Regions from separate parts of the Rattus norvegicus genome. Here all the other regions are linked to region 1. A link is a contact called in public Hi-C data. All regions are on one chromosome and are shown on one strand. Each heading gives the region's core, a stretch centred on a gene start, on an enhancer-like site or on the middle of the called end of the contact. The rest is flanking DNA. Distances are from core to core; before and after follow the strand shown. Region 1 holds the start of Mrps10 (mitochondrial ribosomal protein S10). Region 2 holds the start of Bysl (bystin-like). Region 3 has its middle 140 kb from the start of Ubr2.

Evidence for each region. Hi-C and Micro-C count contacts between places; a contact is called where the count stands out from the background.
Region 2: a Hi-C map of liver shows a contact between it and region 1, with 6 times the contacts expected there. The contact joins the promoter of Bysl here to the promoter of Mrps10 in region 1. A contact is called at or near these places in 8 of 12 Hi-C or Micro-C datasets (Schwann cells, frontal cortex, kidney and 3 more).
Region 3: a Hi-C map of frontal cortex shows a contact between it and region 1, with 2.8 times the contacts expected there. The contact joins the enhancer-like site here to the promoter of Mrps10 in region 1. A contact is called at or near these places in 3 of 12 Hi-C or Micro-C datasets (the Rat2 cell line, frontal cortex and mammary epithelial cells) and 1 of 1 datasets of contacts at active chromatin or transcription factors (oligodendrocytes).

The regions. Positions count from the first base shown.
Region 1 is chr9:21,120,515-21,124,885 of GRCr8, forward strand. It overlaps Mrps10 (mitochondrial ribosomal protein S10), which reads right to left and starts at 1,939. Exons shown (of 7, transcript NM_001389252.2): 1 at 1,859-1,939. The coding sequence starts at 1,906.
Region 2 is chr9:20,878,169-20,882,539 of GRCr8, forward strand. Bysl (bystin-like) reads left to right here and starts at 2,173. Exons shown (of 7, transcript NM_182674.3): 1 at 2,173-2,505. The coding sequence starts at 2,241. Med20 (mediator complex subunit 20) reads right to left here and starts at 1,843. Exons shown (of 4, transcript NM_001013178.2): 1 at 1,717-1,843. The coding sequence starts at 1,730.
Region 3 is chr9:21,342,560-21,346,930 of GRCr8, forward strand. It overlaps a transcript of Trerf1 not described here. Among named protein-coding and RNA genes, the nearest start is that of Ubr2, 140 kb to the right of the region's middle. Within about 2 kb of position 2,027, at least 19 of the 93 cell types and tissues checked have an H3K27ac peak or open chromatin away from gene starts, as enhancers often do.

The DNA of each region.
Region 1 (4,371 bases), core at 689-3,188:
TCTGCCTCCCGAGGGTTTGCTATGAACCACTGCCTGCAGCTTTAACTTTTTTAAGGGCTTGGGTGTGTACAGATCTGGCTGGATAAAGTTTTTCTCACAAGTGCAACACTTCCTTCTCTAGCATCCTAGTTTTCTTTTAAAAAAAAATTCTACATTTGTATGGTGTTTCTACATTCATGTACATGTATGTGCAAGTGTTTGGGGGCTAGAAGCTGTCATTCTCTGTCACTCTGCACCTGCTTACGGTAGGATCTCACTGCTCCCAGGACTCAAAATTTTCTTGGCTATTCTGGAAGCCAAAAAGCTTCACTGGACCTCCTGTGAACCCCTGGAGCTGGGTCACAGGGGGGCATGAGTGACCCTCTTGATAGCCTGGTGCTGTCACCTGAACCCCAGACCTCATGGTTGTGCAGCAAGTGCTCTTAACCACTGAGCTATCTCACCTCTCTAGCTCTCATGTCTTTTTCTTAGGATCAGTGGTTATACAAGTGTGGGCTGGGACTGCCCATGAATCCTTAAGACACTCTCAGAAAGCCTGAAACCAAAACTCACTAAGAATTACTCAAGGCTTTTCTGCTTCCATCCTCTGGCTGGTGTACAGTGGAGTCTTACAAAGCTGCATGAGTTGTACTATATGATAAAAGATGGTGTGCAAAAACAAATAAGAAAGCCGCTTCTGCCGTGAGGCTGCATACTGAGGCATTACTCTCCATCAAACTTGCTTTTGCTTTGGGAAGCAGTCTTTCTAAAGTGTTAACTAATTTAACCTGGGAAGATACAGAGGCTGAAGTGACCGCTCACAGTTCTTGCAGAGGACTGGAGTTCCACAGAAGGCTAAGAATGGGGTTCAGTGGCAGGACCTTTGTCTGGTGTGCGCAAGGCCCTGGGTTCAGTCTCTAGTATAAAGGATAAACGTTTTTGTAGACACAAGTTTACGGAGCCCACTCTGGTTCTGAACTCTGTATGTAGCTGAGAGTGATTTTGAACTTCTGATCCTCTTGCTTTGACCTCTCAAGGGCTGGTGTGACAGGTGTGGGCTGCCGTCTCTGGGTTATGTGCTGCTGTGGATCCAACCCAGAGCCAGCTTTAGGCATTGAGGTCTCTAGCAACTGAGCTAGTCTCAGCCCTTCCTTTTTAAAAAATCGTTTATTTTGAAGACAGGGTCTCAATTTGCAGGCCAGGCTAGTGGGCAATCTTCCTCGTGCTTTACAAGTAATCCTATTAGAGGTCCAGTTCTGAGCTTTGTTTTCAAAAACCACAAAGGTCTCGAGGCCAAAGTTCTTGAGACCGCCTAGTTTTTGTTGTTGTTTAATTATTTATTTTGCGACAGGATCTCAACATGTAGCCTGACTGTCTTCGAACCCAGAAGTCCGCCTGCCTCCTTTCCCCAGTGCTGTGATTCACGCCGTGCAACATCAGGCAAGTTTTCCTTCTTCAAAGAACCTCTTGAGGGAGATCTAACCCATTCCTGGGGCCCTTCGAGTCAATCTCTCCAACCCCTGAAGGCGAGGAGGACCTCTCAATGTAACTCCACGCGAGCTTTCTGAGTCCAGCTCCGGCTCAGCACCTAAGTATCCGAGTATTCCTGTCTTCTCTAAGCTCAAGGTTCTCACTGCCCTTTCTAACGTGAAGGGAGGGCTTCTGGACATATTTTTCTCATCTTTCCCGCTCTGACATTCTATAGTTCTAGTTCCTATCTTGTCAATTTGAGTCTCTCGGGGGAAAAAAAATCAGCCCTTATCTTGTCCCTTCCTAATAAAAACTATGGAGGAACACTCCGAGCCGGCCGGGTAGAGGGTAGCAGCGGGACTCGGCGACGGCGCCTTCGGCCGCCAGGGTTTCCCGACCACCCCTTTACCTGCTGCAGGCGCCGGCAGACAGCCACACACGCTGCGCGCGCCGCCATCTTGGTGCCCTGACCTCCCACGATCGCTTCCGGGATCACAGCCGTGCCCTCGAACCATAGAGTTCGAAAAAGAGAGAGTGTCTCCTGTGTTCCGGCACTGAAACAACCATAGAGACGTGGCCCCTTGATTTTGTTTTTTTAATTTAAATTTCTACTTTATTATTTATTTACTTGTTTATTATTCACGCATTCATTTAAGTTTTTGAGTGGATGCGTCGCTTTCGCCGTCTGGATAAACTGCCAGGTTCTATCTATATGCTATATAGCCTAATTATATTTGTCGTGGGTGTTTCTTGTTTGTTTGCTTTGAGACGCACACAACAAAACGCATACTTGGAAAGGAATTTGCTGTTACTACTGAGTCCAAATTCTAACATTTTACCTTATTGCAGAAGCCATTTTGTTGTTAAACTTTGTTCACACCGTCGGAATGCCAGGCTTGTTAATGGATATTTCTAAATTGTGTTTTTCAAAATGCCTTCCCATGCATTTAACGTAATGGAAGCTCCACACTTAGGAGCTCTGGTTTCTGTTTAGGTGGGTGACTTGATCAACTTTCTTCCATACTCTGAACCCATTTTTTTTTTTCCATTTGCCAAGTAGAGAGGAGGACAAAGCAGTAGAGGATTAAATGAGATTAAATGCTATATGATAAACTCATCCTGAATTTGTGGCATCTCTTCTACATCCTGGCTCTTAAAAGGTTATTGGGAAAATGGATAAGGATCAATTTAATGAGGACGATACAAAGTATCTACCTTAGTTAGGGTTTCCATTGCTGTGACAAAACACCATAACCAAAAAGCAAGCTGGCGAGAAAAGGGTTTATTTAGTTACACTTCCAGATCATAGTATATCATTGGAGGAAGTCAGGACAGGAACTTAAGCAGGGCTGGAACCTGGGAGCAGGAGCTGATGCAGATGCCAATGGAGGGCTCCTGCTTACTGGCTTGCTTCCCATGGCTTGCTCAGTCGGCCTGCTTATAGAACCCAGGACCACTAGCCTAGGGATGACAGCACCCACAGTTGCCTGGACCTTCCCCCATAGATCACCAATTGAGAACATGCCTTACAGTTGGATCTCATGGAGACACATCTTCCACTGAGGCGCCTTCCTCTCCAATGACTCCAGCTTGTGTCAACTTGACACACAAACCCAGCTGATACAGTATCTCTGAAAGACCCCCTCCCAGAAAGGGAATTGTACAAGCCCAAGGCCCTCAACTATAGAAATAAAAAGTAAGTTTTTAGATATGTGGGACAAGCTGACCCATCATTTAGACGAAACAGACCAGAAAAGAAAACAAAATGCAGAAACCAGACTAAATTATGGGCACTGCTCCATGGGCCACCTGACAGGAAAAAGAAAAAGTCCCTGACCCCCCGGAAGCCCTGACTACCATGTACTTTTTGCTAACTCACTGTTATGATTATAGCCAAAATAGGTAACATACACGTATGCCTCATTTACTCCACCAATCACATCCCTGTAACCATGCATCTGCTTCTGTAAGCCTGCTTCTGCTCCCAATACACTATAAAAACCCATCCCTGGTTCTGCTAGGCGCGCCAGTCTTCCAAATTGACTGGGACGCCCACAGATACCTGTGTATCCTGATCAATAAAAATCCTCTTGCTGATTGCAGCCTGTGGACTCGGACTGGTCATTGGGCTTGAGGATCTCCCTCCTGAGGGAAGATTCTCTCTGAGAGTCTTACATCTCAATAAAGCATCATGCCAACGTAAAGTTGCATGATGACTAGTGTCTACCTAGTCATCTTATTTGGCAGACACTAGTCGTCTTATTTGGCAGGCCAGAGAATTAAGCGAAGAATGATTTGGTCCAGATGGTACAAACTGATGGAAGGCCTGTGAGTACGGACTACTTTCCTGCCCCTCAGGCTGGCCTCTATGTGGTCTCTATGTGGAAACAGAATCTTCATTAGTACATGGCTGGACTTGGCTATGCCCTACCTGCGCAGGCACCCCAGAGGCTTCCTCAGAATTAGGCTCTCTCTAAATCATGACATTCAGAGTTATCCCTCTCAGCCAGTGGTCCGTTCCGAGAGTGCCCCAACCTTCATCTCTTTGCTACTTCTAAACTTTGCATCCATCTTTCCACGTGGTACCTTGACGATGGCTCCTCACTCAGCCTCCAGTCCTTCTGGATGGTCTCAGCTCAGGGGAGTCTGCTGCACTCGTAAAGATAGCAGCACTTCAGCTAGGAAATGACCCAATCTCATGCTCACAGAGGTAACTGTATCTTAACTGTAAGGTGACGTTCAGAGTCGGGTTGACTTGGCCAAGGTCAAATGGTGAGCTACAGCTGAACCCGTAACAGCCTTCACAATCCTAGCTCTGGGACTGCTCAACTGTGCAGTGGGCTGGTTCTGTCTATGACGGATTCATGTTCAGCATTCAATGTCTCCTTTGGATGAGGAGACTAAAGGTACCCTCCTGCCCAC
Region 2 (4,371 bases), core at 923-3,422, 240 kb before region 1:
GTTTTCAGGACAGGGTTTCTCTGAGTAACCCTGGCTGTCCTGGAACTCACTCTGTACACTGGCCTTGAACTCAGAGATCTGGCCGCCTCTGCTTACTGAGCGCTGGAACTAAAGGCCTGTGCCACCATACCTCTGGCAAGGTAGCAATCTGCTAAATTATTTAAAAGAGACTGATTGTTTACTTGTTTGTTGGTTGGTGACAGGGGACTCACACTGAAGCCAATACTGATCTGAAATGAACCACATGAGCCCAAGCTGACCTTATGACCTTACACTTTCATCAATCCTTCTGCCACTTAACCTCCATATGCTGGGATCATAGGAGTGCGCTTGGCGGAGACCTATTCTTTGAACAGTGATTAAATAATAACACTGATGGTATTTAACTGCATGAAAAAGTCAAAGCTTTTCCTAAACAACTGTTTTAAGATCCTTGTGTTGATTTATGATCGAATAGAAAAATCTATTAAGGGAGAGCCCCACTGTCATTAAAAACTGTTCCAATTACCAAACTGACACACTGTGACACACATTCCAAGATTCTGAGAAAGTGGAACTGATACTAGAAAGCAAGAAGCCCTTTTCCCAGGGACTGCCTTCTCTATACAAAGACGCAGGGTGGGCAGGCATTGGTGGAGCACTCCTGTAATCCCTGGTGCAGGAGGCAAAGGCACGGGAGTCTAAGTTACATACACAGCCCAGAAAGGTGGCATTGGGGGATCTCAAATGACTCTGCTGTGATCTATTTTCACTGTGGCAGAGATGAGGCTCCTGGTGTCAACTTTGGCAAGCGCAGTTACTAAGGAGCCTACAAGAGCTCTCCTTTCCAGAGCAGACCTGTGGCCCCTGACTTCCTGTACAATGGCCCCCAAGCTTCTTTAATCGGAAAGAAGCGCACCAGTACCAAGATTTTAAGTGCTGAGGTCTAGTACTTTGAAATTAATACCCACAAAAGCACGGTGCCCAAACCTTACCGACTGCCTCTTTTTTTTTTTCAAGTGAGACTTAAGACATGTTTAAGATAAAAGTCGATCAAAACTGTCTCAAGCCCAAGTGCTGGTGGCAAATGCCATCACCAAAGCACTCAAGAGGCAGAGGTGGGCAGATCTCGGTGAGTTTGAGTCCAGCCTGATCTACAGGCCTCCCAAAGCTACTCACAAAGAAAACCCTGCTCAAAAAACTGTCTCAAATACGTTAGGGAGTGGTTCATGAATAGTTAATATGCCTGGTACCCCGATCTCCAAACTCCCAACAGCTCCTTTCCCCTACCTTTGTCACTAGCCCCAATATCTTAAAGTGGCCAGTTCAAAGTCAGGTGCTATAACTGCAAGCAGAATACACAAGTCACTTTCTCCTCGCGCCCCTTTTTATCCCTTCCTCCGAATATCTCCTAGTCTAGAAACCTTATTTCTAACCGCTGGATTCTAGTTGCGACGGGACAAGGCCTCAAGGACAGAAAGAGGTACCGAGAAAAAGAAGGTCCAACAACTCTTGGCGGGTTCTTGGGATGAAGTGCTTGCTTTGCCAAATTGTTATGCCTGGGAAGGGAGAACCCGCACTCGGGTGTCCCCTGATCCACACAACCCCAGGACATCTTGGTCAGCCCTCGAGGAACCGAGAACCTCGGTCAAAATCCCCCTCCCCGGGCCATTACAGGCTCACAGACACCTTCACGACCCCACAGCCCCCCCCCCGCAGAAGCCCTTCAAGTCCTACCACGTCACTCCCATGGCGAAGGGTCAAAAGGTGGTACTGCCAAATACTCAAACTCAGAGAATCCAGACCTTCCCACGAGAGGCAGCCCCCTAAACACAGGAAGCGGTCGTTGACCGGCCTCCGGAAATGCGTAAATACTGAGCGCCAGGACGACACGCCCACAGGGAGAGGCATCTCTGGATACACCAGCGGTGACATTTCTAGTACGTCATCGACCCGGCTCCGCCCCCAAAACATACAAGGGGTTGACAACACGCCCTAGGCTACTTTCATGAATTCTGGAAAAGGTGACTCGAACATCCACCTCTTTCAGTGAGATTATCTGAGAATTTGGAGACTCCTGCTCCAAGCCCCGAAGCTCTTCTAGAGATGGCGATATATGAGGAACTTCCGGCCTCCGAACGCTGGGGGGCACTGTGATGCCTCAGTGACCTCTTGGAGACCGGAATACAAGGCGCAAGCGCAGTCTCGTCTCTTAGCCGGCTTCACACGTGTAAACTTTGTGGGCAAGTTTTTCGACAAAAATGCCCAAATTAAAGGTGACACGTGGGGCCAGAAATCAAGAGAGACATGCACCTCTGGCGGAGCAGATTCTGGCTGGGGACGCAGTGCGTGCGGGGACCCGAGAAAAACGGCGGAGACACGGGGTCGAAGAGGAGGAAGAGTATGTGGGACCCCGGTTGAGCAGACGGATTTTGCAACAAGCCCGGCAGCAGCAGGAGGAGCTCGAGACTGAACACGCGACTGGAGATCGGCCGGCAAAACCGCGAGAGCGCGCCACGCGGCTGGGTGAGTGACAAGGGGTGGAGTGGTGAGTTGGGCCGGTCTGATACTCTCCATCGGAATACTGGGTTAGAATTAAAAAGAGTAGGCGGCTTAACTTTCCCGCGTGGTCCTTCACTTCCACTCCTGGGTTTCGGGATCCAGACTTAAGCCAACAGAATGTGATCTCTCACACCAGTTCTAGCATTTATTTATTCTCTGTGCGTTTGAAGTATCTGTGGGCTGCCTGCATAGTGCTTTGAGCTGTGTTAAGTTTTTAGGCAGTTCTGATCCAGAAATAAGATCTTCATCACTCCTGATGGCACCGGAAGTGTAGCTCAAGGCACACATTAAATAGATAATTAGAGTAATATATTCCAGGCAGGAGTGGCGATGCTCACCTGTAATGCCAGCACTCCAGAAGCAAGGCAGAAGGCCTCCTTGAGTACATAGTAAATTCCAGATTAACCTCGACTACATTACATGATAGAACCCTATCTCTCAAGAGAGGGGGAAAGATATTTCTGTTTAAACAAAAACAGATGGACATTAATTCTGTATGGTGGGTATCCCAGGTTTCACGTCCTTCTAGTAAGATCTGAAAAGCAAGTGGGAAGTGTTCCAGTGATGAGGGAGGGGAACGAGTATTGTTCAGAAGCTAAAAGTGGGGTGGGATGGGTGGGTAGATGCTTGGTAATCTGTCTCACTGGGGAGGAACTGTCGTTGACCTCCAGTTGCTTAATCTTCCATTCCCATCTGTCCTAAAAGCAGTGTTTGAATGTGGCTTTAGGGCTACAGCAGCTTTTCTGAAGTAAGGGCTCAAGGAGCCCAGGCTGGCCTCAAACTCTGTAGGGGAGGATGACCTTAAACTCCTGATCTTGCCTCTGTTTTCCATGTGGCATTATAGGTGGTTGGCACCACGCCTGCCCTTAAAAACATTTTGTAACTGAGACTGGGTCTCCTTCAGTTGTTCAAGCTGGACTTGAACTTGCCGTGACCAAGGCAGGCCTTGAGCTTATAGATCCTTCCGTGATGCTGTCAGCAAATTTCACTCTGAAGCCATCTGTTTGATGGCTGCTTCCAGATTTTTCTCCCACGTACGTAGTTCGTCCAAGAGGCTCACATCTTTATTTCCAGTGGTCTTCCTGACAGCTCCAAGTTGAAGACTGGTAGCTGTCGATAGTTGAATGTGTCCACACAGAAGTTCTGACTTCCTTCCCAAACCTGCTCTCTGTTGGCTACACAGAGTTTGTTAGCATGTTAGCCTTCCACTGCTCAAGGCACAATCCAGTGTTCTCTTTCTCACTTCACAGTAAATCCTGATGGTTGTGTCTTTAGAATATATCCAGAGCCAGACCACTTTCCATTAACTTGGAACGCCTCCTGTTTTAGCTACCACAGTCTCCCCTGAATCACTGGGAGAGCATCATAATTTGTATTCTGTAACCTCTGTGGTCCATTCAACAGCTAGAGATCAACAGAATCCTATCTAATCTGCCTCTGTTTCAGGTCTAATCACAAAGTAAGGAGGGGATAAGATAATTCAGCTGGTAAGGAACATGACTTGAGACTCTTGACTTCCACCTACAACAGCTTGTAGTCCCACAGTGTTGAAGACAGATCTCTTGGACCCACTGGGCAACCAGTGTAGCCTAATCAGCTAACCCCAGGTCCCAGCCAGACCCTGGTTCAAAAACAAGGTCATCAGCTCCCGAGAAATAATAGTCAAGATTCCCCTCTGGCCTCTATGATGCAAGGGTTCACTCATATATAAAAAACTAACAACAGCAACAACAAAACACCCCACAAGTGTCAGCATCTGTCTCCTAACCTCTTTTATTCCCCTACTTATCTCATAGCACTTGTCTTCTTTTATTTAACATGTATTTTGTG
Region 3 (4,371 bases), core at 777-3,276, 220 kb after region 1:
CTAGACAGTTTCCCAACTCCTCCTTTTCCAGGCAGGAGCCACTAGAATCATGTTTCTTTTTTTTTTTTTTTTTTTTTTCGGAGCTGGGGACCGAACCCAGGGCCTTGCACTTCCTAGGTAAGCACTCTACCACTGAGCTAAATCCCCAGCCCCTAGAATCATGTTTCTATTCCCACCACTAGACCCTGAGCTCCTCTGTTTCATCCAGATGGTTCCAGTCATTGGTGCGACCCTGGTACACGGCAACGACCCATAAACATTTGATGAACAAGTAGTGGAGAGGGTATCGATTGACCTCTCTCTAACGGGGACCTGAGACCTCTCTTGGATCTCTAGAAGGAGAGACCTTGGTGAGCAAGCGTCCTCATCACTCTACCTATAGCTCTCCATCAGCATCCGGGGTATCTGCGGGTATATCTCAGAATCTATGGGTCAGCTCAGAACAAGTGACTCCAGAATCCAGTCTCCTGGGTCAGTCCCGGGCTTGGGCGCCAACTCCATCGCTTACCATGTGCATGATCCCAGGCAAGCTACTGCAGTATAAGCTGTGCCTCAGTTTCCCCAAGGGGAAGAAACGGAACGTTGCATCAGCCCTTACAGTGAATGGTTAAGTATGAAAGGACTAAGCTGCACAAGGCCCGAAACGGAGCGCTCCATAAGGGTGCCAGTATTAAAGAGGCAGGGAGTATGCAAATTCCTGAACCCCCATACAGGCCACCCTCCTGTTCTCTGGAATGCAAAAGATAAAAATCCAGCCTCTTACTCACAAAGTGTCACCCAAATGCTCCACTTGTTCCCAAGAGAATTTATTTTAATTCCTTCTAACTTCAAAATGACGCGGTCCCCGCTGCATTCGGTCCCCACTGCATTCGGGGTGGCAGGGGCGAGGAAGGAAGCAATGGAACCCGGACCAGCAGCTTCCAAAAGGTTATGAAGCGATCGGGAGGGGAAAGAAAAGAGCGAAGGCAGCCGGGGGTGGGGGGCGCAGGGAAGGTGGAGAGAATTCCCCTGAGTTTCTGCTATAATTGAATACCCCGACTCTCAAGGCAGCTCGGCCACCCCCTCCTCCACGTGGGCTGAGCGCTGCTAATGAGAAAGCGAAGCCTGCCTGCATTACCGCAATAATGATTTCCCTGTTGCATTTTTACATGCCTGCTGCTTTATCATAGCCGAAGTAGACATATATTTTCAATAAATCCTTTCCCTCCCTCACCCCTCCCGAACTCTGAGCTCTCCCCGGAAATGTTGCTCCCCGGGCACCCCTCCTCCCTCCCCACAACCCCTACCCCACAACACAATGAGTTCCACTAATCAAAACAGAGAGGAAAGGGGTGGGGGGGGGAAGAAAAATGGAAAAATCACAGCTGCTAAAAAGCACCACTCGCTGTAAGCCCAAGCCCTCCACATTTTTCTGCAGGAACCGTTTGCTGCTTCAAGGACATGGCGCCCCTCCCCTATCAGAAAGCTTCGGCAGAGTTGCTCAAAGGGGAAGGAGGAGGGGGCGGGTGAAGAAATCTAATATTCCCTCTTTCCTATTTTGACTAAGCCAGCACAGACAGAAATATAGATAAGGCCTTGAATAACTGATTTAACAAAATGTCACTTATCAAAAGGGATGGGGGATGGGACGGTGTTTGCATTCAAGGGCTCTAGTTAAGCCATGCTGCAAGGCCACAGACAGGCAAGGAAAGGAACTATTACCCTGCTCTGATCTCCCTCACAGGCTGAAAACACGGGGCCTGGGTTTCTCCCCACATCAAGAACCAATGGGAAGAAAACCAGAGATTTAAAAAAAAAAAAATTTTTTTTTTTTTAAAAACGGAAAAAAAAAAATCTGATTCTTATATAAGCATGTAGACAGTACCAACCAGCCGCAGGCTGTGTGCAAGAAGCTGGGGTGCAGAGCGCAGAGGTGACCCAGTTCTGCCCTCCCCAAACTCAGTCTAGAAGGGGCAAACTTGAGCAGGGTGATTCTGCAAGCCAAGTGCTGCTGGGGTCCCAGGACCGTGGCCTGCAGGCCTTGAGAGTCCTGTCCCAAGATCAGGCAAGGCACGCACAGACATCCAGATACCTACGGAATGGGAATTTATGAGAGATATCATCAGATCTAGAGTGGCTCACAATGAGCTAAAACTATTCAAAAGAAGGGAAATCTTGGGGTCCTCATGGTTCAACCTCCGACAGTCATATACTTACCCAGCCAAGAAGGCACAGAAAACCAGCTGAGAGTTCTGTGAGCCAGCCTCTATTTCGTTTTAAGGGTGGACTGCATCTCCTATGGTTGTGGACTTTGGGAGACACTCAATTAACACTCAAATTTCCTTGGATATCAACTCTTAACCCTCTTCTTTTTCTTAAAAAAAAAAAAAAAAAAAAAAAAGGCCTTGCCCATGTTATGGTGACACGTCCAGCATCCATCCGAGCAGGGCCTTCCCCTAAAGGGTAGGGGTACGGTAGATATGACTAAGCTATCTGCACAAGGGAAATTAGTGTTTCTCAGGTAGCAAACTGTCTAGGGCCCTGTGATGTCTCAGGGTCAGAGCCTGTCCCAAGACATGAGGCGGGAGAACCTTTCCAAGTGGTCCAACCCAGGGAACTAGCTGCCGCATTGTCAAAGTCAAATTTTGGCCTTAACTGCAAGAAACCAGAAAGCTGTGTGCGCCCAGAGTAACAGAACCCAAAGCCAATGTGAGTTTCAAAAATGTTACATTCCGTCAGGGGTGGGGCAGAGCTGGAAAGGTGGCTCAGTGGTTAAACACAATACCTGCTCTTGCTAAGGACCTGAGTTCAATTCCCAGCACCCACACGGCAGCTCACAATCATCTGTAAGTCCCATTCCAGGGGATCCAGCACCTTCTTCTGCCCTCCAGTGGGGCACTGATTGCATGTGGTCCACAGACATACACACGGGCAAACGGCCATACCCATGAAAAGACAAGTAGATAAACATGTGCTGTTCACACGTGGTCTTTGGAGGACCAGGGTCACTGGAGTGTTAAGCCCTAACACCCTTTCAGCCCCCTTGACGCTGTGACTACGTTTGTGCTGCGTTCTAGAGCACAGGCCATTCATGGTGTGGCATCAAAATGAGCATTGGTTGCCAGCTACACGTGTGGCTCTCAATCCCTTTCCTCCCCTTTCCCTTTATTCTGGAGTCAGAGGTTTCAGTCAATATGTGCGGCTGTCTTTGGCTATGGGGCATCTAAGCACTTTCCACTGCTGTTGGGAGCTATCAGTAAGACAAGCCAGAGACCATTGGGAACCTCAAAATCCTAGGAACTTCACGTCAGTCAGTGTGTCGTGCCCATCCTCGTGAGGTATCGTGCACGTCCTTGTGAGTTATCTCCCTCTCCAGTAACACCAAACCACATCCTGCTGTTTCAAACAATATGCATTCCCCACATAAATACAGGAAGACGCTCCATCCACGGTGCGACAAAATCTCTCCGGCAATCCGTGGCAGTGAGGCCAGCGTAGTCCTAGCTCCTATGTTGGGTGTGGTTCAAGTTTTTCACCGTGAAAACCATTTTAAAATAAGTAAGTCAAGCCTCACCTTCTACGGCGGACAACCGAACTCCAAGTGTGCGGGGTGGATTTTTTAAGACTGGAAATGACTTTCCAGTGTCCAGTGAAGGTCTGTTTTATGCTAGATTCCGTTTTGTGCCTCTAACATTACCGAAGACAGACAGCTCTGACACGGAGGGCCAGAGAGATGGCTCAGCAGGTCAAAGTGCCTGCCACCAGGCCCAGAGAGTTCTCTCCTCTCTGGGACCCACAGGGTGGGAGAAGAGAACCAATGAAGTCCTACAATTTGTCTTCTGACCTGCACAGATGTGTGTGACTCGCACACACACATGTACGTACACGCAAAATAAATAAATGTAAACACAGGTATATGCGCATCTGGAGCCACAACCAGCCTTCCTGAGTAAGTTCCAGGTTCCCCTGCACCTGACTCACGGGGTTCTTTGAGGAACAAACCAACCTTTCTTGTCCCTTTAGGGAGCCAGTCTCACTGACTGCCTTCAGAGTTCGATTGGCATTTCTCAGCCAACATTTCTGGTGCCCGACTTGGGGCCATGAGAGCAGTCTTGAAAACGATGGAACAAAACCCCAAACAGAAAGCAGCTACAGGGAGGGAGCGAGAGTGGGCGAAGCGGTTTTAGGAGAGGCTCTGGGAACTAGGGAAAGAGGTTCAGGTTTCACATCCGAAACTGAAGATGGGCTGCAGAATAGGCCATCACGCCGCCTGCCTGCACGTCTGCACGCGAAGCCTCTTGGAATCTATACTTTCCAGACGCAACTGTAGGAGGGGAGGAGACAGATGGTGTCATCCTCCTGTTAGAGATGAGAAACAGCTGGGAGCACAAC